Regions from separate parts of the Mus musculus genome. Here all the other regions are linked to region 5. A link is a contact called in public Hi-C data. All regions are on one chromosome and are shown on one strand. The core of a region is the stretch at or near the end of the contact, and the rest is flanking DNA. Distances in the headings are between cores, read along the strand shown.

Region 1 (3,674 bases), core at 937-3,436, 320 kb after region 5:
TGCTTCTACTCACAGACCTAGAGAGAAGGAATTCTTCAAATTCCTGAATGCCATAGTTCTCACTGCTGGTAGATCTTACAACTCTACAATACACTATGCTGTGCCCACGGCCCACATTCATGTTATAGCCGACCTGGGGAGGATCCACAGCTCTGACTTAGCTCTACTGGCCAGCTCTCAACTGTAGGTGGCTTGTTTTATAAGAATGGAGCTGGACATCTAGAAGGCCAGTGAATAGTGAACAAGAGAGGGGGAAAAAGCAAAGATTCTGCAGACATACTGCCCATGGCTTTGCACACCCGTGGGTGATAGGTCCAGACTCTAAGGCTGAAAACGGTTCATATGTCACTTGCCCAGCAGTTGATATATTTAAGTGACAGAGTGAGTCTGTATAAGTGAGTGTGTGTGAGTTTTCTCCTTCTACTGAGTTGCCTTCTGGGGCCATATTCTGATTTGCTTTGTGTGGTCTAGACCACTCACCAGCACATTGACCACACAGTACATTCAAAGGTGATAGCACCGTGTTTGTCACCACTTTATACTAACATGAGGAGGGACTGTTATAAACCACCCCTTCCATTTGATGAGAAAATTGCTCGACACAGAGGTGTATACGAGGGAGGTTTGGAGTCCAGTGTCCTTCCTCTGCAGCCCACCCAGCCTCTGGGGCTAGAATGTGGCTGGGAAAGGCATTGTGTTCCCAAATAAGCAGGATGTCTCTGGCTGGGTGACAGCTCTTGACCCACCTCATTTTTGTTCTGCAGGTGTTGGAAAAAGGATGTGACCATCCCTAACCCTCAACAGGGAAGGGTGGAAAATGCTTCACTGTGCATGCATGAGGGTGTACATGTGTTTATGTGTGGTCCTTGGAGTAAGGGCTGGGAAGAGACCAGCCTGCAAAACAATATTAAGAAACCGAAACATTTTCCACTGAGAAATAGAATTACTGCCCCGTGGAATTCTTACCCAGCGTGAGAAGTGAGCAGTAACCCCTCCTTTTCATTAGTTAAACAAAGAGGTCTATTTTTCAAATGAAAACTTTCAGCATGGAAAACAATGGAATTCCCAGGGCTTTGTTAGAAGCAGGATTCTCAGTACACCGATTCTCAGTGCACCGATAAACATGTCTATGTGGATGTTCAGCGGCAGAGGGTGCCGGTGATACCCGATCAAATGATAGAACAGGTCTGGTAAAATGGATGACCAAGGACTTAGCTTCAGGATTCCCAGAACAATCCCAGGTAGAAAGGCCAACAGAGAGAATGATCCATGACCTGGGAAGAGGTCAAGTGTTCTGGAGAGAGAGAGACAGAGACAGAGACAGAGACAGAGACAGAGACAGAGACAGAGACAGACAGAGACAGACAGACAGACAGACAGAGACAGAGAGACAGAGAGAGACAAAAACACAGACAGAGACACAGAGAGAGAGAGAAAGACAGACACACACACAGAGTACTAATATTTTCTGTAAGTCCATTAAATGATCCCCTTTCTTCCTCCAAGGCAAGCATCTCCTTCTGGTCAGAAAATAATCTGCCAAATTAAGCCCTGCCTGATTCAGTAGGGTGTGTGTTCCAGCTTGCTGAACTCCTGGCCTTCAAAGTTCTTCCAAACAAAAACCATCTTCCCATCAGAGGCATGGGGTAATGCCACGGCTTCTCTTAAGGTGTTCCCGGGCACTTGCACCCACATGAGAGCAGCTAAGAAGGTGAAAGCACATTCTAACTCCATCACTTAGAAGTGTGTCCTGGGCTTTCTCTGGGCCTCTCCTTGCCCACCTGCAGATGGGAAGAGTAGTCCTACTTACAGCGCAGTTCACATGAAGATTAAATGCAACAGTGCTTACTTACAAAGCACTCAGTGCCCTTTCTAAAGAGAGGAAGAGCTTGATTGAATTGTGGCCATTGTTATCAAGTTAAAGGGACCTGGCATATGTTCACAGGCCGAAACATTTTAAATTAATAAATATCATTCTTTGAGGTTTCCACTTTCTCCATCTTGCTTGCAGAGAGCATGTTGTTTAAAAAAATAAGAAGCAGGCACAAAATAGGAGCTCTTCAGTCGGAGCTTCCTTCTCTAATCAGTCTGCGAATGTTTCGGGGAGTGCTCTATTTAACTTGGCTGGCCCCGAGTTTTGCCGTGAGTAATATGCTGGGCTTAATTTCAAACTCCACGCAGCCAAGATCACTGGATACTTGAGCTTCCCCAAGCTGAGTTGATACAGCTGCTCTGCCCCTGGTCACTGGTGAGCTGTCCCTGAGGATCCCAAAGAGTCTTAACATAAACAGGTCAGTGCGCGTGGGCCACCGCAACAGTAAAGGGCATGGATCGTACAGAGGAGCAACCATGGGAGGCAGAACTGGGAGACCGGGGGAGCTCAAAGGCAGAGTCAGGAAACACTGAGACGGAGAGAAGATGACAGACAGAGTGGAAAGGGAGGCCTCTGTGAGGCTTGAGGAGATCAGCGTTGCCCGAAGAATCCTGCAGTCAGGGAGTGCAGGAGGTGAGAAGAAGGTCCGCTTTATGATGCTACCATAATAATAAACGAAAGGTATTACCGCTTTGCAAGTGAGGATTTCTGACACCAGTTAGATGAGACGATGGATACTTGCCTTTTAAAGTATTGAGTATGGCTTTCTTTTAAACACAGGCTCCATTACAAATAAAACTGTAGAAACCAAATTCAATTTCGACATGCCGTCCCCCAGAAACTTAGCTCTGGTATAAAACAAGGCTTGTCAAGGCCGTGGAGAACTTAGTCTGTAGAAGGAGGGACAAGATTCGTGGACAAATGGAGCAGGTTAATTTGAGGCCAGTGTAACTTCAGTGGCAGCCGGGTTGGCTCACAGGTCCAGGAGGCTAATGACTACGGAGTGCTCACTTTCCAGCTAGGAAATGTCTCCTTGGCTTCTGAGGTAGCAACACTCTTACCTTAAAAGGTTTGGATTGATGATCTGGGCCTAATAAAAGTGGATTCTCCAGTCTGTTGGGAACAACAATCATTTCAAAAGTGAAAGATAATGAAGATGTTCTAGAAGCAATATGATTATGAATATACATTATAAATGATAATTACAGTTCACCATTTTGGCCTTCAGAGCCTCCCAACATTATAACCCAGTGCTGGTGATTCATCTTCTCTGTTCCCTTTTGAAGGAAAATTAGTTTCAAACTATAGATTTTCCCCTTTGGTCTGATTTGCGGTCAGTTCTGATTGAATTCTCCATCTCCTAAATATAAGTGTGGCATGGGGCTTTAGGTTTCGGTATGATCTGAAATCCGGGAGCTTCCGCATGCACTCGGCCCCTGAATTATACCTGGCTGGGCAGCTCACTTGGTCGTCTCAATACTATGCAATCGCCGAAGCACCCAACATTGTCACAGAAATAAAATTCTGATGTATAGATACACTTAAAGGATCAAATATCACAAAGCAACTCTACTTCAGACATGCAAGGTTGGTTTAACATAGAAATCAGTCAACAGAATTCATCAGAGTAACAGGATAAAGAAAAAATCATAACCATCTCAAAATATAAATAAAGAAAATATTTGATAAAACAGTATATCTTCATAATTAAAAATCAATTATCTAGTTGTGGCAATATTAGAAAAGAATACCTCAAACTTGATAGCATTTTAATAGTATTTTAAAATGAAATAATAGTATA
Region 2 (4,209 bases), core at 1,660-4,159, 370 kb after region 5:
AGGTACAGAGAGTTGGGGCTACAGCATATGAATCTTGAGAAGGACATAATTCAAGCTTCGTCAAGTCCTCTGGTGTGTAGGCTATAAAAATCTCTTGTCTGCATGTACTAGTCAAAACTAGGTGATTTGATTAGTTTTGATCAAATCTAACTAATTTGTCAGTAAAAGCAGCCTGTAGAAGCAAAGTTTAATGATGACATTTTCAACTTGCTCCTTTTCTGTTAATACAGACACGGTAAAACCAAACAGGAACTAACAATAAGAAGCCTTAGTGAAAGTCACACAGTGCTACTCTGGGCTCTGTAAAGAGTTGTTGTAAAAAGGCTGCACTGTAAATAGCCACTTCACACAACCAAACAGAGCCACGAAACAACCTCTGTGCCCTCTCTTGTCTGCATTGGAAAACTTGGTCCCAAGCTTCCTGAACAACCTCCGGTCGTTCACACTGAGTGGTAAATATGACAGGACACTACCATCACAGTATTAGGTCAGTGGGACACAACCACCACCTCCTGCATTGTTTCCATTTCCCTCCAGCCAGGCCAGCCCCCACCATGCCTCAGTCACCACGCCCCTGCCAGTCCCTGCCAGCTTCTACCAGCCTAGCCATTTTCAGCCCCCACCACACCCCCACCAAGCCCCTGCCAGCCCCTGCCAGCCTCAGCTCCCGCCAGCCCCTGCCACCTGCCCTCAGCCCCCATAGCTCACTGCTCTGTGACACACAACTGCCTTCTTCATCTCGTTTTGTTTTGGGCTCGCTGTGTTTTCATGTCCTATTCTCAAGGACATCTTTTGGGGTGTTCGGCCCCTAGGAGGCCCCTTATTTTGCACAGCCTCTCTCCCATATTGAAATCTACTTTGTTGCCTTTCTCTGGTGTCATAAGTACGCTGTGCTGGAAGCATAGATAAACATGTCTGCATCTTTCCATGACGACAGGCTTTATTGAATAACAATAAATTCACGGAGTATGGTGGTTTCATGGGCAGCTATTTGCCAAGTAGTTCCACTTTTCTTGATAGCCTGGCTGAGGCAAACATAAGTTCTTTTATTCCAATCTCAATCACTAATATTGACTCTCAGATCACACATTATGCATCATGTTGTAAATAAATCTCGGTAAGTGTACACACATAGGTTACAGAATGGATACAGAAGGTTAAAGAGGCCACCGCAGAGTTCATGAAGTTTCAAAGAAGCCTAGGAGTGAGGAAGCTGAATAACATTCCGTGTCTCTGCTGGAGTAAGAGACTGAAGCCAGGCTGGAGATCAGATGAAGATGCTGCTGCTGCTGCTGCTGCTGCTGCTGCTGCTGCTGCTGCTGCTGGTCCTCCTGCTGCTGGTACTGCTGCTAGGTCAGATTGTAGACGTGAAGTATGGTGGAGGCTGGGGAGATGAAGAGTAGGCCTATTCCAGAAAAATGAATGGGCAGGTGGATGGGGTCATTTCTGGACAGTTAAACAGGTGACCAGAGGGATGATAATGTCAGTAGATGGAATTAGACTGGTATTGAGTCAAGCCCAATCCCTGAGACACATGGGAGTTCTCTGCCTATTGATGCCTTGATGTTCACACTGAGTGGTAAACATGACAGGACAGTGGGACCATCATCATCAGAGCATTAGGACAGTGGGACACCACCATCACAGTCTTAGGACACTGGGCCACCACCATAACAGTATTAGGACAGTGGGACCACCACCATCTCAGTATGAGGTGTCCTCCTCTTTAAAGGACCTAGGTAGGAAAGCTGTACCTTTTCTTTGTCTGGGTTGTCTGATTTCTTCAGCCTGGTTTTCCTAATTCAAAATTAATATATTCCATATATTATATCTTACATCATATATCCCCAATTTACTTTGGTGTTACCTTATTGTTGTTAAGACTAAGCTATTTATCAGTCTGTGCCTAGTAAATGGCACCAAACAGAAGATGGTGTTACCACATTTCCACCAAGGTTTAGAGTTATCCCTCATTCTCAAAATGGAGTGAAATGTGATTCGTGAATAAAATGGAACATCTCAGAGCAAGGAACAGTGTGAAAAAAATGCTGTTTTACACAATATGGAGTATCTTAGGGAGGGCCACACCAAGACCTTCACATCTACCAAGGTGATTAAGTCACATCTTAAAGTTGAAATGGTACAGACTAAGAGGAAGAAGAGATTAATGACTGGTGGACTTGCAAGAACACACCAGAAGTTCCTAAGTGAGAGAGAGCCACAGCCTATGTGGCCTAGGGGAGAAAGCAGAGACATTGTCACAGATGAATGGGTTTTGTCATCTTATCCACACCAGGAATGACCCAAGTTCATTAAGGCTCTATGTAATTAGCATATCAACACCAGCACTTCCAGTTGTGACAGCTCTGGAGCCCTCCTCTTCTGGTGAAGTGTCCAATTCCAGCTTCCTTCTAGAAACTTCTATCTGAACGTGTGGCCAGAATCTCATACTCCATATACGAAAAGCTGGCTCTTAAGTTCATTCCTAGGTCTGCCTTTATCGAATTCTCCCCATGCTCGGATGGCAAGTCAGTTTTTCTTTTCATCATCTGAAAAGGCATTCCTGAGACCTGTTCTCTCTCCTATGTCTCCTTTTTTAATCTACAGGCAAACCTCCCTACCTTTACCTTTAACACATGCCAATTTTATCCCCACCACTCCTGTCCCTCTCACCTTAACCTTTCCGGATGCCAGGATTATTAAAAGCACTGGGATTTTTATGTGGGACCCTCTTTAACACATTATGTCAGATTGTTTTGCTCCCCCACTCAAAGGCTTCTGAGGCAGGGGCCTAGTTATACCCAGGTTTCTGTCACCCTTTCTTCCTTTAAAACCAGACTGCAGGCTTTTATCTGGTTGATGACTAATAGCTGACTCTGTTTTGCAACCCCTACTGCGGTTGGTGTGGACATGTGACAGGGATGGAGCACTTGGGACATAAAGAAGAGTAACGTGTACAGTATTTGGCCTTGCACAGAATGAAGGAGGAGCTTTCCTCCTCCTCTCTCACTGACGATGGGTCATCATTCACCATCACACCAGGGAAGGATGGGCAGAGCCACTCTCTTGACTCTGTTTATAGCACCTCTGGATGATCCCTTGGAGAGAACTAGAATTCCCTTTCACTCTATGGTTACAGCAGCTGGAGTTGTGCCTAGTGATGGACCCGTCCGTGCCTTGCTTCTACAGTTAGAGTAAACGTTCTAAAGCCCTTTTAAGACTCACGAGCTCCATGACCTTGCCCTTGACTGGATCTTCAACTCTGTTTTGTCATCTGCCCTTCCTTTGTCTCTGACACAGATACCTTGTTCTCCCCATTCACCCCCAAATGCATAAAGGATTTGCCTCCCCAGAGCTTTGCTTAGAACTCACCTTTCCAGGAAGACCTTCCCTGCCCACGCAATTCCATCTCAGACCTGTTCTATTTTCTTTTCTGCCAATTTGTTTGCCCTTAGCCTTTGCCCTGACTTTTGAGGGTGTGCTGTTCCTAGGGAAGGGCCATTGTGGTCTTATTTTCTGGAAAAAAAGTAGCAATTGCCTGAATGAATAAACATACCTCTGCTTGCACGTCTGTAAAATGGGACAGTTACTTATGTCAGCCATGTGTGACAATAAGGAGACAAAACGCCAGTGCCTTTGTGTGGTATCTGTCTCTTGGCGTGTAGTCCATAGATGTTAGCAACAAGATTTCCTGTCTGGACACAGAGGTTTGTATTCTAGAAGAATGTTTTCCTATTTAAGTCTGAAAATTATTTTGGTTTTCCCGAGAATCAAAGAAGTTCTTGGCCATTATTTTCCTGTCATAATATCTCCCTGTTCATTGCTTCCTCTTAGCCCTCTCACGTTTGTCTCCATTCACTGGCAATATCTATTTATTGGCTCTGTCATTGATCCAGACAGTGCTAAAACTGTTTCTCATCTTCAGTCTGATCACATCCGAGCCTGGAACGCTGAGAAACAAGAGTCAACCCGAGACAGCGATCTCGGGGGAGGCTCCCTGCTCACCGTCTCTTTCAAGCAGGCAGAGAGAAAGTGTCTTGTATTTCTCCAACTTGAATGCAGCTTTGCTGATTTAGCACAAAATTCCCATAAAAAGTTGGCCTCTGGGGAGCAGACACTGAACTTGGAAAGTTTTATCCCAAAAGGAGAATGTGTTGTAAAGTTATGAGTGGCTTAGATGGGAGGGCTGTAGCTGTTGGGGGTGGGTTT
Region 3 (4,173 bases), core at 1,109-3,608, 270 kb before region 5:
GAACAGCTGGATGGGGCACTGAGTCAGGTAGCTGCAAAGCATTAGGATATTGCAGGACACAGAGGACCCAAGGCTCTGGCCCTCCTCCTTCCTAATGCTTCAGCCCTCTAACACAGTGCCTGGTGGTGTGGTGACCCCCAACTACAAATTTATTTTTGTTGCTACTTCATACTTGTAATTTTGCTACCATTATGAATTGTAATGTAAATATCTGTGTTTTCTGGTAGTCCATAGGGTTCAAGACCCACAGGTTGAGGACCACTGACCTAAGTAAGATCTTGAGCCAGTTGTCAAAGTCACTGGAGACAAGACTATGGCTTCTGCCAATTCTGCCACCTTCTTAAAGGCTGCTCTTCAGTCCAGCCCAGACTCCATCTTTGTAATGACTGTTTAGAAAGGCAGGGGGACTTCGCTAGATACATCTGACCTCAGGTAGAGTGACTGCATGCTAACATCAAGAACAGTCAGTTCTGGAACCAATCAGAGGAATGTAAATTACAGGTTGCTTGATGTAGAAAAAAAAAGTAGCGTGGCACATGTAGGTGTGCAGCCAGAAACACACTGTGTGGATACAACTGTTTGGCAACTTGCTGGACTGTCACTTAAAAGCAGTTAAGTGTATGAATGGGTTTGTGTGGGTAATGACTCTGAAATTAGCTGCTAGCTTTTCCCAATCTTTTCGTGATGCAGGGAAACACACTGAAACTTGGCTTCTTTCTGGAAGCTGCTTGTGAGGCTCCTAGGACCTCAGAATGAACATTTGGTCACCATTATCTCTCGGGTAATCAGTTGCTACAGAATGACGTCATAGTTCTGCTTAGAGAACAAGAGAATATGCTCCACACCTTAATCAAATCATTTGACGATGAGCCTACTTTGATAACATGCATTTAAACATATTGGATAACGGTTAGATACCTAACCCGTAATTTGTCCCACAGCAACTGTCACTCATTAGAAAATTTAAGAGATAAACATGTGCCTAAAGTCTATAGTGTTTCCTGCATAGAATCGACAGATTCTGAAGTGACTACCAATCTGCTTTGCATGGGCCTAGGAGGAGTCAGGAATTTGAACCCAACTAGTACAAGGAACTGCAGGTGCTGGTGGCCCTAATGTTTAAAAAAAAAAGAAAAAAAAAAAAAGGCTGGATCCACGTGGATAAGCTAACTCACATTCTCAGGCCAGCTGTTGCTACTTGGGATCTAGTCAGCCATGGATCCTGAAAAAAAAATTAAGCTTAACCATTGTGAATATACATTAAACTTATGACGGTGTGTGTATGTGTGTGAGTGTGTCCTAAATTCCAAGTCTACATATTTTCGGAGGAATTTAATTCTGACCTCTGAATGAAATTATGAGGCTTCTCCCTCTGCTTGGGGAAAGAGAGAATGGAAGGAGGGACGAGTTACTCTTTTCAGGAAGAAACAGTAATCAAACCTGTTTTCAGCCAACCAAATCTTCCGCAGGATTCTCTGATTTCTTAGAGCTCAAGAGTGTGCTAGAAACCTGTGCTTTCCTCCCGAGACAGATAAGCAAAAAGTTTGCTCTAGCGATGATAAATCTGCACGAGGCGGAGACGGTTTTGGCACACGGTGTACATTAGAAAGATGAGGATGATTAAGTCTCCCCCCTCCCCCCCGAATCTTGCAGCCCGACTGTGTTTTGCTTCCATTTAAGAAGTGTCCTTCAACCGCTGGCGGCTGCGTGCCGAGCCTGCCGCCGGCAACCCGTGTCTTAAAGCAGGGCAACTCGGGTCGTCTGAGTGTCACCCCACACGTGTGACTGGTGTCCGTCGCGGGCGCCCGCTAGGGTGGCAGTCTCCTTCCTCTCCCCCGCCAGCTGCAGCTCCAGGCCCAGACCTAGAAGGGGAAGGAAGCCCTGGCCGCAAGCCGCCGTCTGGGCCGGCACCAAAGCCGCCGCTCCCAGAAACTTTTCGCCCCTAGCTGTGCGCAACTTTCTGCCCCGGGTCCCCGGGCGCGTCACGGTCCCCGGGCTTCCCCTGCCTTCACTCCGGCGCCGCCCAAGGCAGACCAGAGCCGGGCCGAGCAGACCGAGAGTGGGAGAAGCCCGGAGCGGAGGCGCTGCGCCGCAGTCGGAATAAAGTTCGCGCCCGGTGCTCGGCGGCGGCTCGCAGCCTTCCCTCTCCCCTCCCGGCTCCTCGCATTTTTCCCCCTTGTTGACAGCTGGGCGCTGGCCGCCACCTCCACTTCCACGCCCGCACCCCCCGGGGGGCGCCAAAGTTGTTTTTCCATCCACGGAAGAGGGGGTGTGTGTCTAGCGAGGTGGGGGTGGGGGAGGGCTAGACATCCTCCCCGAAGCCCCTAGAAAAGCTTGAGGACAACAACAAAACAGGCGGCGAACACCCTAGTCCGGACAGTTGCGCCGGGAGCAGAAACTTGTGCCGGCGCGGCCACCGGTCCCCCCCGCGCCGCCGCGCGCACCCCGCCTCGCCAGCAGCCCCCCTCCCGGACAGTCCGTTCCCTTTTTTTCTTTTCTCCCTCTGCCCGGGGAGGAGCGGGACAACTCGGAGCGCCGGCTCGAGGGAGCGAGCGCGACCCTGGGCGCGGGTGTAAATCAGTCACCTGAGCGCCGAGGGGCCGCGGCGAGGGCGCGCGCGGGCGGGTGGGGAGTGGCGCGGGCGGCGAGCGCGGCCCGGAGCGGCCGGGCGGGGGAGGGAGCAGGCCGAGCGGCGAGCTGAGGCGGCCGAGGGGCTGGTCCAGGCGCGGCCGCTAAGAGGAGACCAAGAGGCGGGGGCTGCACTTGACAACCAGCATGCCGAGATGGTAAGAAGTTTCCACCTCCTCTCCGCTTGCGTCTGCACTTGGTAGGGACAGACCCGGGCGGGACGCCCCGGGGCCGCGGCGGGCCGCGTTCTCCTCTAGCGCCGCGGCGTGAGGAGGCGGGCAGCCGGCGGCGCTCCCGAAATCCACCCCCCACTCCCCCAACTTGGCCCCAAGTTCTCGAGGCGGCTGCGGGAGGGCGAGCGGGCGGGCAGGCGGACGGGAGCGAGGGCTCCCCGCGCCTTAGGTGAGCGGCGGCCAGTCGGGGACTCTGGGGACCGGGGAGCCCTCGGGGAGGGCGCGGGACACGGGGACCCGGGATGCACGGGGCTGCCGGGACCCGCGGCAACTTTCCCAACTTGCCGGCCTGTTGAGAGCCCTGAGCGGCGGCTGGGCATGGGTGCCGGGGCGCGGCCCGCGGCCCGCGTGGGGACCGCAGCGATGCCCGCGCGGCTGCGGAGGACGCGGACGCGGCCAGTCAAATCCCGCTAGACAGACACGTGTGTGCTTTCCCGAAGTGCGGTTCTGAAGCAGCCGGCCCACTGCGCTTACACGCCGACTGGACGGTGGGATTTGAGACCTGAAAGGGGGGCAGAATTTAAAAACATATATATATATATACAGTAGTGGTGGAGCTCAGGACAAAACTAGACGGAATCTCCCGTGGGATGAGGCGAAGATTAAAACAAAACAAAACTTGTAAGTGCCAAGTGGTGGTGGAAAAGGGATGGCACAGCGCAGGGGGACTCCAGCCCAGTCCCTGGAAGGGACGGCTTCTCTGCAGCGAGGAAGCAGGCAATTAGTTCACCCAGTGATGAGCCTCACTGTCTGCTTTCGGGAAGTCATTTGTTAGAAATGGGGCTTGACCACTCTTTTTTTCTTGGAGTTCCCTACCACCCAGTGTCGCTGTTGTTAGCCCCACTTGGGGGCTCTGATACAAAGTGGGCCCTATGTACATGGGATGTATAAGAAACGGGGTGATAGCAGGTTGACATTTTTTTTTCCTCTTCCCTTCCCCCTGATGTGACATCTCTTGTTTCAGAGATCAAAGTCACAACTGGAATGTAGGAGATGGTACTGTCAAATGCAGACATACACACATACAAAATGCACCCAGGACTGCGGTTACAGTAATGCTGACAGAAATTAAAGAGGTTTTGAAAGCAGCGTGCGATTTATGATGCTTCCCATTTACCCTAGAGTCAAGCTGTTGTAAAACTGATGTACAAAAGACATCATAAAATAATCCTGTGTATCCAGGATTAAAGTGGCAGAAAGTGGCCTGTTTTATTAATTTTTATGTACTTCGTGAACATTTGTAGTTGTTGGATCCTGTGTTAATGGAGGGATCAAAACAAAGTATGAAATATATCTCCTTAGAGCTGGAGAG
Region 4 (4,045 bases), core at 927-3,426, 480 kb after region 5:
TGCGACACTTTTGATCTTAGCCATTCTGACTGGTGTGAGGTGGAATCTCAGGGTTGTTTTGATTTGCATTTCCCTGATGATTAAGGATGTTGAACATTTTTTCAAGTGCTTCTCTGCCATTCGGTATTCCTCAGGTGAGAATTCTTTGTTCAGTTCTGAGCCCCATTTTTTAATGGGGTTATTTGATTTTCTGAAGTCCACCTTCTTGAGTTCTTTATATATGTTGGATATTAGTCCCCTATCTGATTTAGGATAGGTAAAGATCCTTTCCCAATCTGTTGGTGGTCTTTTTGTCTTATTGACGGTGTCTTTTGCCTTGCAGAAACTTTGGAGTTTCATTAGGTCCCATTTGTCGATTCTCGATCTTACAGCACAAGCCATTGCTGTTCTGTTCAGGAATTTTTCCCCTGTGCCCATATCTTCAAGGCTTTTCCCCACTTTCTCCTCTATAAGTTTCAGTGTCTCTGGTTTTATGTGAAGTTCCTTGATCCACTTAGATTTGACCTTAGTACAAGGAGATAAGTATGGATCGATTCGCATTCTTCTACACGATAACAACCAGTTGTGCCAGCACCAATTGTTGAAAATGCTGTCTTTCTTCCACTGGATGGTTTTAGCTCCCTTGTCGAAGATCAAGTGACCAGACAGCAGATGCTGGCGAGGATGTGGAGAAAGAGGAACACTCCTCCATTGTTGGTGGGAGTGCAGGCTTGTACAACCACTCTGGAAATCAGTCTGGCGGTTCCTCAGAAAACTGGACATAGTACTACCGGAGGATCCAGCAATACCTCTCCTGGGCATATATCCAGAAGATGCCCCAACAGGTAAGAAGGACACATGCTCCACTATGTTCATAGCAGCCTTATTTATAATAGCCAGAAGCTGGAAAGAACCTAGATGCCCCTCAACAGAGGAATGGATACAGAAAATGTGGTACATCTACACAATGGAGTACTACTCAGCTATTAAAAAGAATGAATTTATGAAATTCCTAGCCAAATGGATGGACCTGGAGGGCATCATCCTGAGTGAGGTAACACATTCACAAAGAAACTCACACAATATGTATTCACTGATAAGTGGATATTAGCCCCAAACCTAGGATACCCAAGATATAAGATATAATTTGCTAAACACATGAAACTCAAGGAGAATGAAGACTGAAGTGTGGACACTATGCCCCTCCTTAGATTTGGGAACAAAACACCCATGGAAGGAGTTACAGAGACGGAGTTTGGAGCTGAGATGAAAGGATGGACCATGTAGAGACTGCCATAGCCAGGGATCCACCCCATAATCAGCATCCAAACGCTGACACCATTGCATACACTAGCAAGATTTTATTGAAAGGACGCAGATGTAGCTGTCTCTTGTGAGACTATGCCGGGGCCCAGCAAACACAGAAGTGGATGCTCACAGTCAGCTAATGGATGGATCATAGGGCTCCCAATGGAGGTGCTAGAGAAAGTAGCCAAGGAGCTAAAGGGATCTGCAACCCTATAGGTGGAACAACATTATGAGCTAACCAGTACCCCGGAGCTCTTGACTCTAGCTGCATATATATCAAAAGATGGCCTAGTCGGCCATCACTGGAAAGAGAGGCCCATTGGACTTGCAAACTTTATATGCCCCAGTACAGGGGAATACCAGGGCCAAAAAGGGGGAGTGGGTGGGCAGGGGAGTGGGGGTGGGTGGATATGGGGGACTTTTGGTATAGCATTGGAAATGTAAATGAGTTAAATACCTAATAAAAAATGGAAAAAAAAAAAAAAAACTGCGACACTTTGATTTGACCCACCGACGCTTGCACAGAAAAAATATCCTCATGCAGAAGGCAGCAGTGGGATTAGAGAAGCTCATCCCAGGCAAATATTGTTGGTGGCTAAAAAGGCAAGAGTCTTTCTTTTCCTCAGTCTCAACAGAAACTGCTGCTCCAGGGTGTGTTTAGGGTACAGAAGTAGAGGGAGGCTTGTTAATTTTAAAGCCACATAGCATGTTTGGCTAAGACTGTGACTCCATTTGTGTATTTCAACCACGTAAAATACACCCTGGGATTTTGGACTGAGAAAAATAACCATATAAGGAGAAAACACGGCATTCCCTATAGCCGCTCTTGTAAAACACTCCATGATTTAACCCTCTGCTCGGACAGATCCAAGCTCCTGCACTTCACAACTGCAAACAATCAGATCCTTGGGAGGAACACTGCCTGTGACCTGCATCACTGGGCACAAAGATCACAAACAACCCCTGACAGGTCACATTCAGGGCAGCTTGACCGCCCGAAGCCCCGCAGACACTGGCTCTCTCAGCCACGGGCCATTCTGAAACAGGCACCAAGACAACTCGGAGGCCTCGTTAATTCTCTCCTTTAAGAACACAGGATTTGGGGTCTGTCTCCATCTTCTAGGTGACAGGTCATCAATCTACAGAATTCCTCCACGAGGGAGGTGCAGGAGGAGGAAAGGGGACTCCAGGAACAGCAGCCAAAGGCAGAATTGGGCCAACTGCTGGCTACCTCCAGCTCTGTACCCATGGTCTGCACGGACTGTGTGTGCCAACAGGGGTTCTGGGCTATGCAGAGGAAGGGTTGCAGAGCAAAGAGCTCACGGCTGCCTCTCGGGCCTGCTCTCTTTATCTTGGTTGTTACTCCCAACACTTCTGCTATACAATTCTCTTGATGGTGAGATGTTGAGGTTTCAAGAGGTTCTCAGAGGTACAAAGAGGTTTTGAGAGGGTCCAGTGTCCCTCACATGTATCAAATGACCTATGATTGGGAAAATATGGCAGATACCGCCCATTTCCTTCTGTCATCTAGTCTAATCTTTCTGATGGTAAAACGACTCTCTCACACACCCTCAGAAGTACATGCACACCCAAGAAGGAAGAAAATGGTGTCCAGCTGGAAATAGTACTTCCCAGTTCCCATGCTGCTCAGTGCCAGAGTGGCCAAGTGACCAATTTCCAAGCAGCGAAAGTGATGTGTGCACATTCTAGGTCAGATGTTATAAAAGAAAGTAGCCGTTTGTCCTTCCCTTGCACAGGCTGGATACAGATGTGAAAAGCACCCTCAGATAAGCACTCTGGGCTGATGGAGCAAAATGGAAGAAAGTCTGCTGGCTTTATGGAGCAGTGCCACCTACCTGCCAGGTGCCGCAGGCCTGCCAGGAAATGCTCTCCACAGAGGAATAAACAATCTCATCTCCAAGGTGGCATTTCTCAGTGTCTTCAGGACAGCAGTTTAGCCTGTGTCCTAACTAATGCATGTGACTTTCTGCTGTCTCAGCTAGGCACCAAATCTTAAGGCCGTGCTAGCTCACACTAATTTAAAAAGCAGAAGAGGGAAAAAAATCGTAGCTGAGTTACCTAAGAGTCAGCAGTATTCCCAGGCTCAGATCTCCCCTCCCTGAGTCCTGGATGGGTAAGAGTGAAGGTCACAGAGTCCAGCTCCCTCCCCCATAGAAGAGTGTCCTAACGAAAGTCTACTTTCACAGACCAAAGCCAGGAACGAGGGTTCCTGCCCCCTGCTGGAATCAGAAACACTTTGTAGGCAATTGCCATTGTCATTCATAAACTGACATTTTCAAAGTATCTTCCTCAATGATTTTTTTAAACGTGTTACCTCACTGAGGCTGAGATGTTAAAGCATGAAGCATGGTTGCAATCCGATACTTCTTCCCTTGATTCTGAACACTCTTTGTGCTATGATACAATTAGGTTGGTACAAAGTTAACTGTGGTTTTCCCATTGTTGAAATTTGTCATATGATACTGGGATAGGTTTATAGTAGATGTAGTTGTGTTATGTGTAGCTTTAAGGCACCTTTCTTGCTTTGTGTATTTGGCTAGTGGTTCATTACTTTGCTGTTTATTCTGTATTCATTTGATAGGATGGAAATGGTGTTAGACAAAAAAAGCAAATTTCAGCGATTCTCTCTTTCCAGTTCAAAACTGGTTGTAAAGCACAGAGGCAGTTCACCATGTCAACAATGCTTTTGGCCCAGGAATATCTCAGGAGCATGCAGTGCACTGGCTCAGAAGTCTTG
Region 5 (3,673 bases), core at 1,048-3,547:
ACTTTTTAAATGAGAGGGTAAAGTTATGCAAGTAAAAATATAAGCTAAATTCTAATTTTTTTTAAGGAAATATTTCATTAGAAGTCAAGACTATTGAGAAATCGTTTTCTTGCAGTGGTATATCCATCTGTTTCATAGCTTATGATATGTAGGCCAGTGTTAGAAATGTAACTTATTTGTTTTTCCCTTTGTGGAACTAGTAGTAATTTCATGTTCTGATGAAGCTTAGTTGTTAAAACTGTCTCCATTTTAACTTTCCCAAAGCTGAATCAGTTCTGTGTTCCTGAGCTTGATAGATGTGTTAGAGGGACATTTGGATGGAACAGGAGACTCGATCCGTATAACACTCAGCTTACTGACCTTCACAGCAGGACGTGGGAGGACAGTTATTTTCCTTATAGACTGCTTTAGCCTTAAGGAAGGAAGTACCTGCCACCAAGCTAGTGAATGCTAAAGTTGTCATTGGCTTCCAGGTGATCTGCAGGAAGATGAGTGTCATTCCTTTGGCCGATGCCACCCTGTAAGAAAGACTGCTGTTACGCTGGGGCTTTGGGAGCTTTTCTTCAGTATGTTCTATAAGTGTGATTTCCTTTCCTTGCTTGCAGTTATTTAGGGAAATATAATCCCACATTGTTACTTGACTTAGTGCTTCATCAAACCTGATTTTTTTTCCATACCCATGTTTTATCTATACCTCTTAGCTCTTTCAGTGTAAAAATAAACAGGTTTGCATCATCTGGACTATCCATCACTTAATAGCATATTAAACATATATACGACATAAAGCATTTTCCCGTGGACTTTGGATCCTGTGACACATGAAATGCAAGGACAGTAGAGTTAAGTTAGAGTCATTTACCATCCTACTTTATGATTTACTATGCTGCGAGCCTTATTGCTTATATAGGTCACTGTTTACAGCATTTCTTGTAAAGATTTAATTTTAAAAGAATATGTGTGTGCATACATCTCACACACACACACACACACACACACACACACTATTGCAGTTGGAGTGGAAGACTATGAGTTCCGGTGCTTGTGGAAGCCAAAACAGGACACTGGATCTCCCCAAGTTGGAATTACAGGCAGTTATGAGCCTTCCTACGTGGGAGCTGGGAATGAAACTTGGGTCCTCTGCAAGAGTAGTGTGTGTAGTTACCTGCTGATCCACCTCTCCAGCCCTACTTCTAAATCTTGTATAATCAGCAGAAAGTGATTTTTGTTCTCAGTCTCATTAAGTTTGCATTCTCCCCTTTTACTTAATAGGTCTTCGTAGACTAGAGGCCCTTACTTAAATGGAAAGTATAAAATATCCACCAAAAAAAAGTTGTAGTTTTTTTTAATGTAAGTGTACATCACATAGATGTTGCTGGATTTCCTGTTTTTATTTACTAAACTCATAAATGTCAATTAAGTTTCTATTAAGACTCAGTATGTAAAATGAAATTTTAACCTAGGATCCAAGGCATTCTATAATCAAAACTCTTGGTTATGTTTGTCTTACATTTTGAATCAGGCGCTCTTGGAATTCTGTTTACAAATTCCACAAGTTTATTGTAGACATGGTGCCTTATAAAGACTTGAACAGGACAGATCAAAGTCAATACTTCCATATGAGAGGTCAAATGTCTTTATTATTTGTCTCAGTCTGTGTTAAGCTTACAATTTATGTAAATATCTATGAAAGGAGTTTGCCATCAGCCCCTACCTATCTTGTGTCTCCGTAGCTGTGGCTCATCTTCCTCAGCCAGTTTTCTTCTTCACATTGGAAAGTCTCCCATCCTCAGCAATAAAATGTCTGAAGTGTCTGTGCTCTCCTGTTCATTCTGAGAGACTTGACAGCACTGTCTGGAATCATGTATAGACTTCCCAGGATACATAGCACACTGAGAAGAAAACCGGACTTTCCTTTGTTACAGGAAGATAATGTTCTCACATATTCACCCACAGCACAGCTCTGGCCTTACTCTAACTGACATGGAGAAGGTCTGTCAGCAATTGTACTTTGGAAGAACATTTTTAGCAGGTGTTTAGGACTTGGTGAACTGTAACAGCACACTACTAGGCTGGGTGCTTCTTAGCATAGTGCAGTGATGATAGTCTGACCAAAGGTGGAAGGTTGGCCATTTAAGAAAATGCTTCTAGATTGTTACAGTGTTCCAGAACCTGGCTGTGCCTAGCCTCAGATCCTTTCCTTAGAGGAACCAGCTTTTGCTGTCCCGGCATTCTGTTCTGCTGTCTCCATGAGGAAAGTCCTTGAACATTTCTGTACTTGCTTCACTTGAGTGAAAACAAAGCCATTTCCTGCCTGGCACAGGAGACTGTTGCTTGACCTGGGGGCACAGTGCCCTCTCCTGCCTCTCTCCTCTCCTCCCTGATTGGAGCTGATAAGCCATAAAGGGAGGACATCCTGATGTAAAGGCCTGTGCTTGATTAATGGCTCTGGCTGCTCTCTCATCGCATCCCTCAGCTGCGGGTTCCCTTGCTTTCTCAGCCTACCCACCTTCTGCATGTTGCTTTAAACTCCTTCAATTTTCTTTTAGCATCGTTCAAACAGTGCCTCCTTTTCAAAGTCCTGGGCCATCTGCCTGCTAGCTTCTCAGATATGTTGTCACGTGATGCAGGATGAGTGTTGCAAGATCTTGTGTCCTAAGTACTGTCAGTGCTGATTTACTGGTCAGGGGCTTCCTGGGTGAAACTGACGTTTTCAGAACTCTCTTTCTCAGACTGTGACAAAGCTCTACATCAGTTAAAGGGAGGATGCTAGAGAGAGAGTTAAAGGGACAGCTGTTGAATAAGGAGCTTGCAGCTTGTTCTAGCTCTGACTGTTGGAACCATTTCCAGGTTATTTAATTAAGTTTTTCTCATTTTTTTTTTCTGTGAAGATATCTATATGATTTGTACATAGTAAAAGCCTGGTGAAGTGTTAGTTGTTTTAATTACTGAATCAAAATAACAGATATATCAAAGTTGACTAGTTAAAAGATAGCTGTAGGCAGACTAATGTATTTCCTGTGTTCTGGTTCTTTTATGTGCAAATTCAAATAATAATAGGAATGCGCCTAAATATCACAGTGGCTTGAAGGAAGATAAAATGAGTGGGGAGTTACCCTAATGTTCTGGCATAAGCATTTTAGCTCAAATCCTATGTAGTCAATGCGGTAATTCTAAACATGAACAGTCATGAGACTGTCTAAGAGTTTTAGCCCTTGGGAGGTAGAGGCAGGAGAATCAGCCATTCATGGTCATTCTCAGCTTCATGGTGAGTTTGAGCACAGCCTGGAATACTTGAGACCCCATCTCAGAGACAAAAACAGAGTCTTTCAAAGTGCAGTGTGGAAGGGGGTGTGCTTCAGAGTGGAGTTTTGTACCGGTTTATCTTGGCTGTGAGGCCCAGAGCTCTTCAGGGGCAGTCTCCTCGTCCAAGAACTCTAGGGCAGCTGTGTGGGCCTCATTTGAACAGAAGCAGAGACAAAGTTACTCCAGACAACTTTATCCCAGACCACTGTGAAGTCTCACTAGAGCTTCCCGGTTTTTGAGAAGTAGAGAGCAGTGCATTATGTGTTGAAAACCAAAGAGATTAAACTGAGGAAGAGCTGCCCTTGCTTATCTTCACACCTCTCCTTCTGCGTGTGAATACTTTGATAGGCTCACTACTTTATCATTTTAT
Region 6 (3,923 bases), core at 1,319-3,818, 480 kb before region 5:
ACAGCTTTTCACTCCATCTAAGCAGCCTTTCCTTCATGAAATTTCCTTCCTAACCTGGGGACACATGCAAAAATGCTTAACTAGATAATACAATCAGGGGCTCACAGGAAGAGAAACATTTGTCTTCCACCATGTGACTTTTCTGAGGTGCTCCAAGAGTGATACATGGAATCACCCAAACTTCTTCACTGATAATAATCAAATAAATTAAATATTAAAGAAAGAAACAAACATAAATCAAGCACTACTCATGGTAATACATTCAGTAGCAAAGCTCTTTTTTCAAAGCTGCATGTTTGACCCTTACAGGGCATAAATATTATTTGAATCTCAGTAATATTTTTAAAGAAACTTAGGAAAGTTGATGACATTCTGTTATGGTAAGTAATCTCTCTGCAACTGCATAGACCTATACAAGTGTTTCATACCTATATATGTGTTCCATGTAAGTTGAAATATAAAATGATTTTTTTTTACTTTAGATTGCACTAACAATATATTGAAATATTCTCAGGTTCTGTGATTTATGGGTGGATAATAAGTAAAATTCACATGAAAAATCTAAAGGTTTAACTTTGTTATGCTACAACTAGTTTAGTTATTTCCCCTTAGTCTCCCTATGACAAGAAAATGATTTGGCTATAATCTTGATACTGCCAACCTCCTTTCTTGGAATCTATTACTGAAATGTCTCTGATCATCTCCTAATATTATCAAATTTCAAGAATTGCCATTCTAAGCTAATCAGGACCATTTCTATTTCTTACATCTGCCTCAAGTATTGCAATCATTTCCTAGTCCAGGAGTGCCCAAAATCACCAAGGCCAGTACCATACTGGACATTTTCATCTTTAAGGTTATAAATATGGGAGTAGAGAGACAGTATAGAATATGTGGGCAGGGCCATTGATTGTTACTTTAGCAAAGCCTTTAGCATGAGCACACATCTTTAAATTCCCCAAGGGCGAGGTTTACAGAGGACAAAATGCCTTAGTTCATCCCTGACCTATAGACATCCTTTTGCTGTTTTGCCAGCCAATAGAAAATGAGTAACTGAAAGGGGTGCAGTCTGATCATTGCTCCCCAATCTGCTTAACCAATGATGTATTCAAGTTACACACGATTCTCTTGTCTTTACAGAAAAGACCTATAAAACGGAGCAAGAGAACCCAACAGAACCGTAAGAGAGTTTCAAGGTTTTACTAATCTAACGTGATAATGCTGCTCTGTTGATGCTGTCTCTGGTGTTGGCGGTTCCTAATTAGTGTCTCTTAAATACAGCGATTTTTTTCCCTTAAAGACTTGTAATTAACTGAATGAATTCTCAACATTTTTATTTCCTAACCCTATATGTGGTTAGAGCCAAATCTAAGGAGATGGTGGTGAGAAGGCAAAACCAATAAACTAACTAAATAAATAAATAAATAAATACTCTGCACTGAAGGACAGGCAAGCTCACCATCCCCAAACCCTCAAACTAATCTGGGAAGTAATGTGAGATGACTGCTCTAACAACTGCTTTCCTCTGGCACACTCACATGAAAGTACTTCACTATGGGATCACTGGAAGTTAATAAATGAATACGTAGCATCCTAAGGTTGTAGTCCCGTTCCCAGGGCTTTCTAAAAACTGTGGTTGTGTTTGGAACTTAAGTTTAACAAGGTAAGAACAAGGGTTAAGTGTGGGTCTGAAGTTTAAAAACGGGCAATTTCCATCAGTGGATTTTATTTTTCTGACACGGTCCTGTTTATTTCAATTCACGAATGCACTCCACTCGTGGGCACTGGGTATCACTAGACAGCACCAGGAACTTGGGCTTTGAGGAAGGAGCCTCTGGAGAGCATCCTATTAAAATCGAAACCCGGGTCTGCAGCGGGACAGAGCCTGCAGCCCAGACAGTGGGCAGAGGCAGGGCGTGGAGCCTGGAGGGCGCGTCCCGGGAGGGTTCACTAGGTGCCCCGGGCCGCGAGCATGAGCTCGGGCGGCGGTGATGGGCGGCGCTGCCCCCGGCCGGGGCCGTGGACAGGAAGGCCGGCGGCCAGTCCTGATACCTGACACAGGGCCAGCTCCTCCTTTAGGCTGCTCAGCTCTTCCTCCAGCAGCTGCGATCGCGTCGCCTTCGCCTCCTCCGAGGAGAGGCCCTCTGGCCACCAGGAACCCGCGGGCGCGCTGGCGACAGGAGCGACAGCGGCCCCGGCCCGCCCCGACCCTCGCCGTCCCCCTGACCCTTCTTCGCCCCTCCAAAGTAAGTCGCTTTTATCCGCGACGACCTCCCTCGCGGCGCCCGCCAGACCCGAGGCCTCGCTGCGCACAGCGTGCACTTCGGCTCCGCGCCCGACGCGCAGGGACCGCCGGCTGGACCGCCGCACCGGGGGCGGAGGCGGCGAGGAAGACGGCGAGCGCGCCGCCATGGCCGCGGCGCCTAACGGGTCAAGTTCCCGCTTGAAAACTCCACCTTCCCTTCCCCATCCTGGGGAGCCTGGCCTGCCGTCCTACGCATGCGCGGAGCTTTTCCCGCCTGGTCCGGCGATCGCGGTTCCTAGTGGGCTTGCCGCGGGCCCAGCTCCGAGCGCGGGCGGCTGAGCTGATCTGCGCATGCGCGCCGGGCCGGCGGAGGCTCGACCAGCAAGTTCATTGCTGGCGCCTCCACTGTCCCGAGTCCGAAGTGCCTGACTTTCCCGCCCTCCTAACGCCCTAGCTCCGCCGAGGGCCTACTTTACATCCCTCGTCTTAAAGCCTTCCTGACAAGCCCCCAGCCCCCAGTGATCCAGAACTGTGAATTCTTTCCTCCTCCAAGGCTTCTGCCAACTCGTTTTTCACGTTTCATTGACCGCCCTCAAGTGTTAGTTACCCCGCTAATCTCTCCAACGCTGTTGTAAGCTCCTTGAGGATCAGGGAATAGGTTTTAGAGTTAAGTGTTTTCTTCACACCCCTTGGCAACGCTGCCTTACGTGCGGCTGACATCTAACCGACTGAAGTCAAGGAGACGCGGAAAGCCTTGTGCTGAGCTGGGACTATCGAGCAGGCTTCCCACTTGAATTATGATCCTTCCTACACCCTTTGTCTTTTGTTTTGCAAGAGTCATGGTTTCCTTTGAGTCTTTATGTCAATTTCTTTATCCCTTGGCTGGATATCAGAGCAACTTTGTCCTACAAGGCCCAACGGCTTGGTGTCCTTGGACCGAACTAAAGTCAGCAATGGAGTCTGATGAAAGAAATGAGACTGACTCACTTTTTTAGTCTCTGGTCTTTTCTCACTTGCTTTGCTATAAACTTCAAAAACACAATAACCTTTCTTTGCCCTTAAGACACTTCCTCCAGAGTGCTAAACTTAGTGAACGCGCGCACGCTGAGCTGAGTTTCACAGAAAGATAGAATTACTTTTTTGTTGTTGCTGGTTTGTTGGGGGGGGGGTGTTTGTTTGTTTGTTTGTTTTGTTTTCTAGGAAAAGTTTACAGAATTCTTGGAAGAGATTTGAAGTAGGGATTGAGAGTCCCACCGTGAAGTTACCATTTTCAAACCATTTTTGCCTGTACTGAGTCGGCATGCCCGAAGACTGCCTCTGGTCATCCTTCCAACACTGCAAAGTGTATTAGAGAATTACATGTTTCCAGTGCATGTAGGGCTCGGGGCCATGATGGCTCAGCCCATGCAGTGCTTGCCGTGAAATCATGAATTCAATCCCTCAGAGCCCACGTGTGTTTTCCAAAGCCGGCTGCCATGATGTTGGCAGACCTGTAATCCCAGAATTTAGGAGACAGAGGCCAGATCCTGTGACTTGCTGGTCAGCTACTCTAGCCAAATCTGCAAGCTCCAAGATCATTAAGAGTCTCTGTCTCAAAAACTGAGATGGGGAATGATTGAAGGAGACGCAGGACCTCAGGTCTCCACACACATAGGTACCCATAGAAATAAAAAAGGAA
Region 7 (3,899 bases), core at 743-3,242, 390 kb after region 5:
TTTGTTTTTATTCGCCATGAAGGAGAAGGGACACAAATGTGCACTGTTTTGGGACTTTGGTGCAGTTTCACCTCTTCTCTGCTTACCTGATATCTCATCTCGTCACAAGGTGATTCCTACGAGGGAAGTCGGGGGTTGGAAGTCAGCAGTTCACTTTTTCAGAGCATCCAGGTCCCCTTGGGTGGGCTCTGCTATCCCTAGCAAGCAGACCCCGCCTTACTTGGCTCCTGCAATCCACAAAGTGGTATGGCTGGCGGCCATGGGAGAGTTCTTTTTCTAAAGTATGTTTTCTCTATAAACACAATCATAAAATGAAAGCCAAGTGTCAGTAATGGCCGGTTGCACCCAGCCCAGCCCAGAGGTCAATGTGGAGGAGGAGAGGCCCTGTGTCCCACCGTGTTGTCAGGATGCACAGACCCTTCCTTCCCCAGATTCACTTGGCTGGAAGAGTTTCAAGAGGGTCAAGGGAGAAAAGGCTTTAGGAAGGAAAAACAGAAGGAGGAGGAAGATGAGGAGGAGGCGGCAGTGCTGGCTAAGGGGCGGCTATGCTTAGCTGCTCCCTCTCCAGGCTCCTCTGCTAGACTCAGAAAAATAATACTCCTTCCACCGACTTGTCATTTGACCCATAAATTGCAGTACAGGGGTGCTTAAGACTCCCCCTGGGGCTTTATCTGTGCACTTCCGGTTCTAAAGCAGAGTTCCTGACCACGGACATGGCCACACCATCACAGAGCCTGCCGTGGGATGAACTGGATCCGTGGGATCCCTGAGCTCTGCAGCCATGGGCAGGAGTGATGGGAGGCTCTCTCTCCCTCTGACTGCATTCCCATGGATGGGATCAAGTGGAGTTTTGGAAGGATGATTGTTGGCAACTCAAGCCCTGGCTCCTTGAAGGCACAAAGTGGAATGGAGTCACCTCTGTGAGTCAGAAGACAAGAGCCTGCGGGCTTAAGTGGTAGAAGCCCTCTGGTCCCAGAGCCCTGTGGCTATGGAATTCCCTCTCTGACACCCCTAGCATTTTGGTCTGTCTGTTCTTCCCTCCCCATGCCTACCACCATGGGAGCTAAGCTCTTACTCAAATACTTGATGAATACCACTGGTTCTAGCTACATTTCGTGGTCCATGTCTCTTTTGGACCTGCTTTTAAAAATTGGTTCTTCAAGGAGGGTGGAGGGCAGGGGAGGACATCCAGAGGTGTGACAGGCAGAGCTGGCTCTGAATCCTTCCAGATGCACTGTGGTCTCTTCAGAAGGAAAACTTAAGGCTCACAGCTGCATTGCTACAAGCGTGGGGATGAAGCCGCCGAGGGCCTCCACATATTTTCCTTGGCTCCTGCACAAGCCGTTGACATCATTTCAGACTGCACCATTCAGCCACTGCTGTTTAGAACTTGTGGCCGAGTGGGGCTACGTTCCAGAATCTGGGGAAGGTTCTGATTGCAAATTGGGTGGTGGTGGTGGTGATGGTGGTGGTGTGGAGGTGGTCCCACCAAGTTTGTAAAAACAAACAAAGATTCACTGAACCGTGCCCTTCCTCCACTGGGATGACGAGCGAGGTGAACTCTGCCCGCTGCCAGCCCACTCCTGTAATGCACAGGGATCTAGGCTGGAGCAGCAGAGCCTTTGTTCTGGTTCTAAGAAAGGGAGAAGTGACAAATAACTGCTGTGGGTATGAAAACCAGAGGTTCCAGTAGCAAATTCTGTCACATCCTCCCAAATACCACTTGGGCCTGGGCCACTCTGGGCCCATCTACCTTTCCCTGCAAATTCCACATTTCAGGAAAACCCTGTTAACAGTTCCCAGAGGCCCCAGAAAAGGAAATGGCAAGAGTCAGATGTGTAAATATTAGGAAACTGGGCATGTAGGTGGGTGGGTGCGTGCTGTGTGAGAGGATTAATGGCGTCAGGCGCCAGCCAGCTCCTCTACATGGGACTCCTGTGAGGGAGAGTCTCTTAGAGTCAAGTTCTCACAGCTCCACAAAGCCCTCCATTCTGGACCCAAGTACAGCTGGGAAGAATTTCAAAAGTGCAGGCGAGCTTAAGGAAGATTAGGGAGAGCCAGAGGAGAGTGCCTCTGATTTCCGCGGACGATGTCACTGTGGTGTCCAGGATGTGAGACTCCCTGTCTCCCACCAGGGACAAGGGGGCTTACTGTGACTTCCCAGCCTCTAAGGCTGCCAGGGCTGACTCGGAATCCCAGAAGAGTCGCTGTACTTCCACAGCTTCCACTGATGACTTCTGTGGGTCAGAAATGAAGCACGGTCTTCTTTCCCCTGCCTCTCACAGTACAACTGCCAATGTCTGTGGTGTAAATACTCCCGTTGGGGCCAATTTTAGGTTGCCAAAATATTTGGGGACAATTTTTCATCATTCACTTAGAGTTCTTCACATCTTGCGAGCAGAGGGACTGACAGCTACTATTCTGGATTGGTTTTCAAAGTCCCTCTCCACCCCCAGCCCACATTTAAGGCAGAAAATATAGACCCCAGGTCTCCAGAAGGTGGCAAGTATACACACTAGGAGAAATTGCTCCTTGTGCAGGACTACCCCAGGAGAGCTGTTGATCAAATCCCCTTCATTAACTCTGTGTGAAAGAGAAATACGCCTTCCTCACCATGAGACAATGAGACTTAGGTTTGCTGGTGCTTGCTGGTATTGCTTACCCTGGCTAATACAGGTAGCCACCACAATTCTCTGCACTTAGAGATAAGGAAGTTGAGGTTTGCAGGCTCATGGATTAGGTAAGATTGCTGGTAAATGGAAGAGCCAAAATCTATATCCAGTTCCATCCTTCTCCAAAGCCTGTCTGTAAGCTTTGATGGCTTCCCATGACAGAGGCCAGGGTAGCAAGGGGTCTGAGGGCTGCTGGTTTCCCAGGAAGGGAAACCGATCTCCCTGCCAAAGAAGGCCTGTTCTGTGGTGTGTACCACATTCTCAGGGTAGTCTGGGCTGAAATCTGTCCATCTGCTGCTCCCTGGGAGATGGCTTCATTGTGTACAAGCTGCTACTGTTCAGGGCAGAGCAGGGATTCTCTGAAGAACTCTATCCTGACAATGACTATGCACCCAGGACAGCTGGGGGACTAAGCCAGGTCCTATGACAATGAAACACTCACCACAAGGGGACTGTGTGTTTGTGACAATTTGGTAGCCACTCATCACTGGGAAACTGCTGTAGCCACATCCCTAGTCAGCTGGGAACCGCCAGGGTGCACAGCCAGGAGGGGTCGCCAGGAAGCAGCCGCCCAGCTTTGACTTCCCTGAAGGTCCCAGGTAGCTTACATAAATCACCTTTTAAGCATCTCTGCTGCACCTGCTGCAGACATACAGCTGCAGTTACAACTGCTTGCATGACTGTCTTAGAGACTGACACAGGATTTGTGTTCTGATTTCTGGATGTGTTTTTAAAGGAAAACTCCGACAAAAGTATTTGAACAAGGCCACGTTTGGTTTGACATTTAATGAATCACCCGTGTTGAAAAGGGAGAAAGTACATGGATTCGGGAATGCCTTGGAAAACACCAACCATGGAAACACTGCAGGGTGATAAAAGGAAGCTCGGGAGGTGGAAGGGATGTCTGTCCTATTAGATGCTGCCTGTCCTGGCACTGAAGGAGGGAAATGTTCAGGAGGCAGCTCTGAAGTGTCTGACTTCACCGGCGAGGTTCTCTGAGCTGTTACTGTAATCCACACCACTTTTCTGGAAAAGAACCCAATGAGGTTAGGGCAGGTGAGGGTGCTCATGTTTAAAATCCTAGCATTCAAAAGGCTGGGGCAGGAGGTTGGTGAGTTTGAGGCCAGCCTACATAGGAAAATCCTCATGTGGGTGTGTTTGTGTGTGTGTGTGTGTGTGTGTGTGAGCGCACATGTATATGTGTATATATATATATATATATATATA

The links. A called contact is a pair of places that touch in the nucleus more often than the background predicts.
Region 1: a Hi-C map of uterus shows a contact between it and region 5, with 2.9 times the contacts expected there. The contact joins two enhancer-like sites. A contact is called at or near these places in 1 of 15 datasets of contacts at CTCF or cohesin (the NIH/3T3 cell line), 3 of 484 Hi-C or Micro-C datasets (nephron progenitors and uterus) and 1 of 115 datasets of contacts at active chromatin or transcription factors (acute myeloid leukemia).
Region 2: a contact with region 5 is called in a Hi-C map of uterus, with 3 times the contacts expected there. The contact joins two enhancer-like sites. A contact is called at or near these places in 1 of 39 promoter capture datasets (the SN4741 cell line), 1 of 484 Hi-C or Micro-C datasets (uterus) and 1 of 115 datasets of contacts at active chromatin or transcription factors (the SCID.adh cell line).
Region 3: a contact with region 5 is called in a Hi-C map of uterus, with 6 times the contacts expected there. The contact joins the promoter of Bnc2 here to the enhancer-like site in region 5. A contact is called at or near these places in 11 of 39 promoter capture datasets (the 3T3-L1 cell line, 3T3-L1-derived adipocytes, the HPC-7 cell line and 6 more), 9 of 484 Hi-C or Micro-C datasets (embryonic fibroblasts, muscle stem cells, uterus and 1 more), 3 of 115 datasets of contacts at active chromatin or transcription factors (the NIH/3T3 cell line, embryonic stem cells and fibro-adipogenic progenitors) and 1 of 9 other capture datasets (adipose tissue).
Region 4: a contact with region 5 is called in a Hi-C map of uterus, with 7 times the contacts expected there. The contact joins two enhancer-like sites. A contact is called at or near these places in 5 of 484 Hi-C or Micro-C datasets (embryonic fibroblasts and uterus).
Region 6: a contact with region 5 is called in a Hi-C map of uterus, with 2.0 times the contacts expected there. The contact joins the promoter of Cntln here to the enhancer-like site in region 5. A contact is called at or near these places in 4 of 39 promoter capture datasets (the 3T3-L1 cell line, embryonic stem cells, frontonasal cranial neural crest and 1 more), 1 of 484 Hi-C or Micro-C datasets (uterus) and 1 of 115 datasets of contacts at active chromatin or transcription factors (fibro-adipogenic progenitors).
Region 7: a Hi-C map of uterus shows a contact between it and region 5, with 2.9 times the contacts expected there. The contact joins two enhancer-like sites. A contact is called at or near these places in 1 of 484 Hi-C or Micro-C datasets (uterus) and 1 of 115 datasets of contacts at active chromatin or transcription factors (the SCID.adh cell line).

The regions. Positions count from the first base shown.
Region 1 is chr4:84,086,938-84,090,611 of GRCm38.p6, reverse strand. The region is part of intron 1 of Gm33410 (a long non-coding RNA gene); the gene reads right to left. Among named protein-coding and RNA genes, the nearest start is that of Gm33480, 6.9 kb to the right of the region's middle. Within about 2 kb of position 2,186, at least 38 of the 459 cell types and tissues checked have an H3K27ac peak or open chromatin away from gene starts, as enhancers often do. A contact at or near this core is called in uterus, where this site is marked.
Region 2 is chr4:84,036,456-84,040,664 of GRCm38.p6, reverse strand. No RefSeq gene overlaps it. Among named protein-coding and RNA genes, the nearest start is that of 6030471H07Rik, 6.3 kb to the left of the region's middle. Within about 2 kb of position 2,909, at least 16 of the 459 cell types and tissues checked have an H3K27ac peak or open chromatin away from gene starts, as enhancers often do. A contact at or near this core is called in uterus, where this site is marked.
Region 3 is chr4:84,673,588-84,677,760 of GRCm38.p6, reverse strand. It overlaps Bnc2 (basonuclin 2), which reads left to right and starts at 2,358. Exons shown (of 7, transcript NM_001369083.1): 1 at 2,358-2,786. The coding sequence starts at 2,784.
Region 4 is chr4:83,924,727-83,928,771 of GRCm38.p6, reverse strand. No RefSeq gene overlaps it. Among named protein-coding and RNA genes, the nearest start is that of Gm11415, 38 kb to the right of the region's middle. Within about 2 kb of position 2,176, at least 15 of the 459 cell types and tissues checked have an H3K27ac peak or open chromatin away from gene starts, as enhancers often do. A contact at or near this core is called in uterus, where this site is marked.
Region 5 is chr4:84,406,380-84,410,052 of GRCm38.p6, reverse strand. The region is part of intron 4 of Bnc2 (basonuclin 2); the gene reads left to right. Among named protein-coding and RNA genes, the nearest start is that of Gm33597, 190 kb to the right of the region's middle. Within about 2 kb of position 2,297, at least 31 of the 459 cell types and tissues checked have an H3K27ac peak or open chromatin away from gene starts, as enhancers often do. A contact at or near this core is called in adipose tissue, muscle stem cells and uterus, where this site is marked.
Region 6 is chr4:84,882,954-84,886,876 of GRCm38.p6, reverse strand. Cntln (centlein, centrosomal protein) reads right to left here and starts at 2,568. Exons shown (of 26, transcript NM_175275.4): 1 at 2,053-2,568. The coding sequence starts at 2,412.
Region 7 is chr4:84,016,409-84,020,307 of GRCm38.p6, reverse strand. No RefSeq gene overlaps it. Among named protein-coding and RNA genes, the nearest start is that of 6030471H07Rik, 27 kb to the left of the region's middle. Within about 2 kb of position 1,992, at least 34 of the 459 cell types and tissues checked have an H3K27ac peak or open chromatin away from gene starts, as enhancers often do. A contact at or near this core is called in uterus, where this site is marked.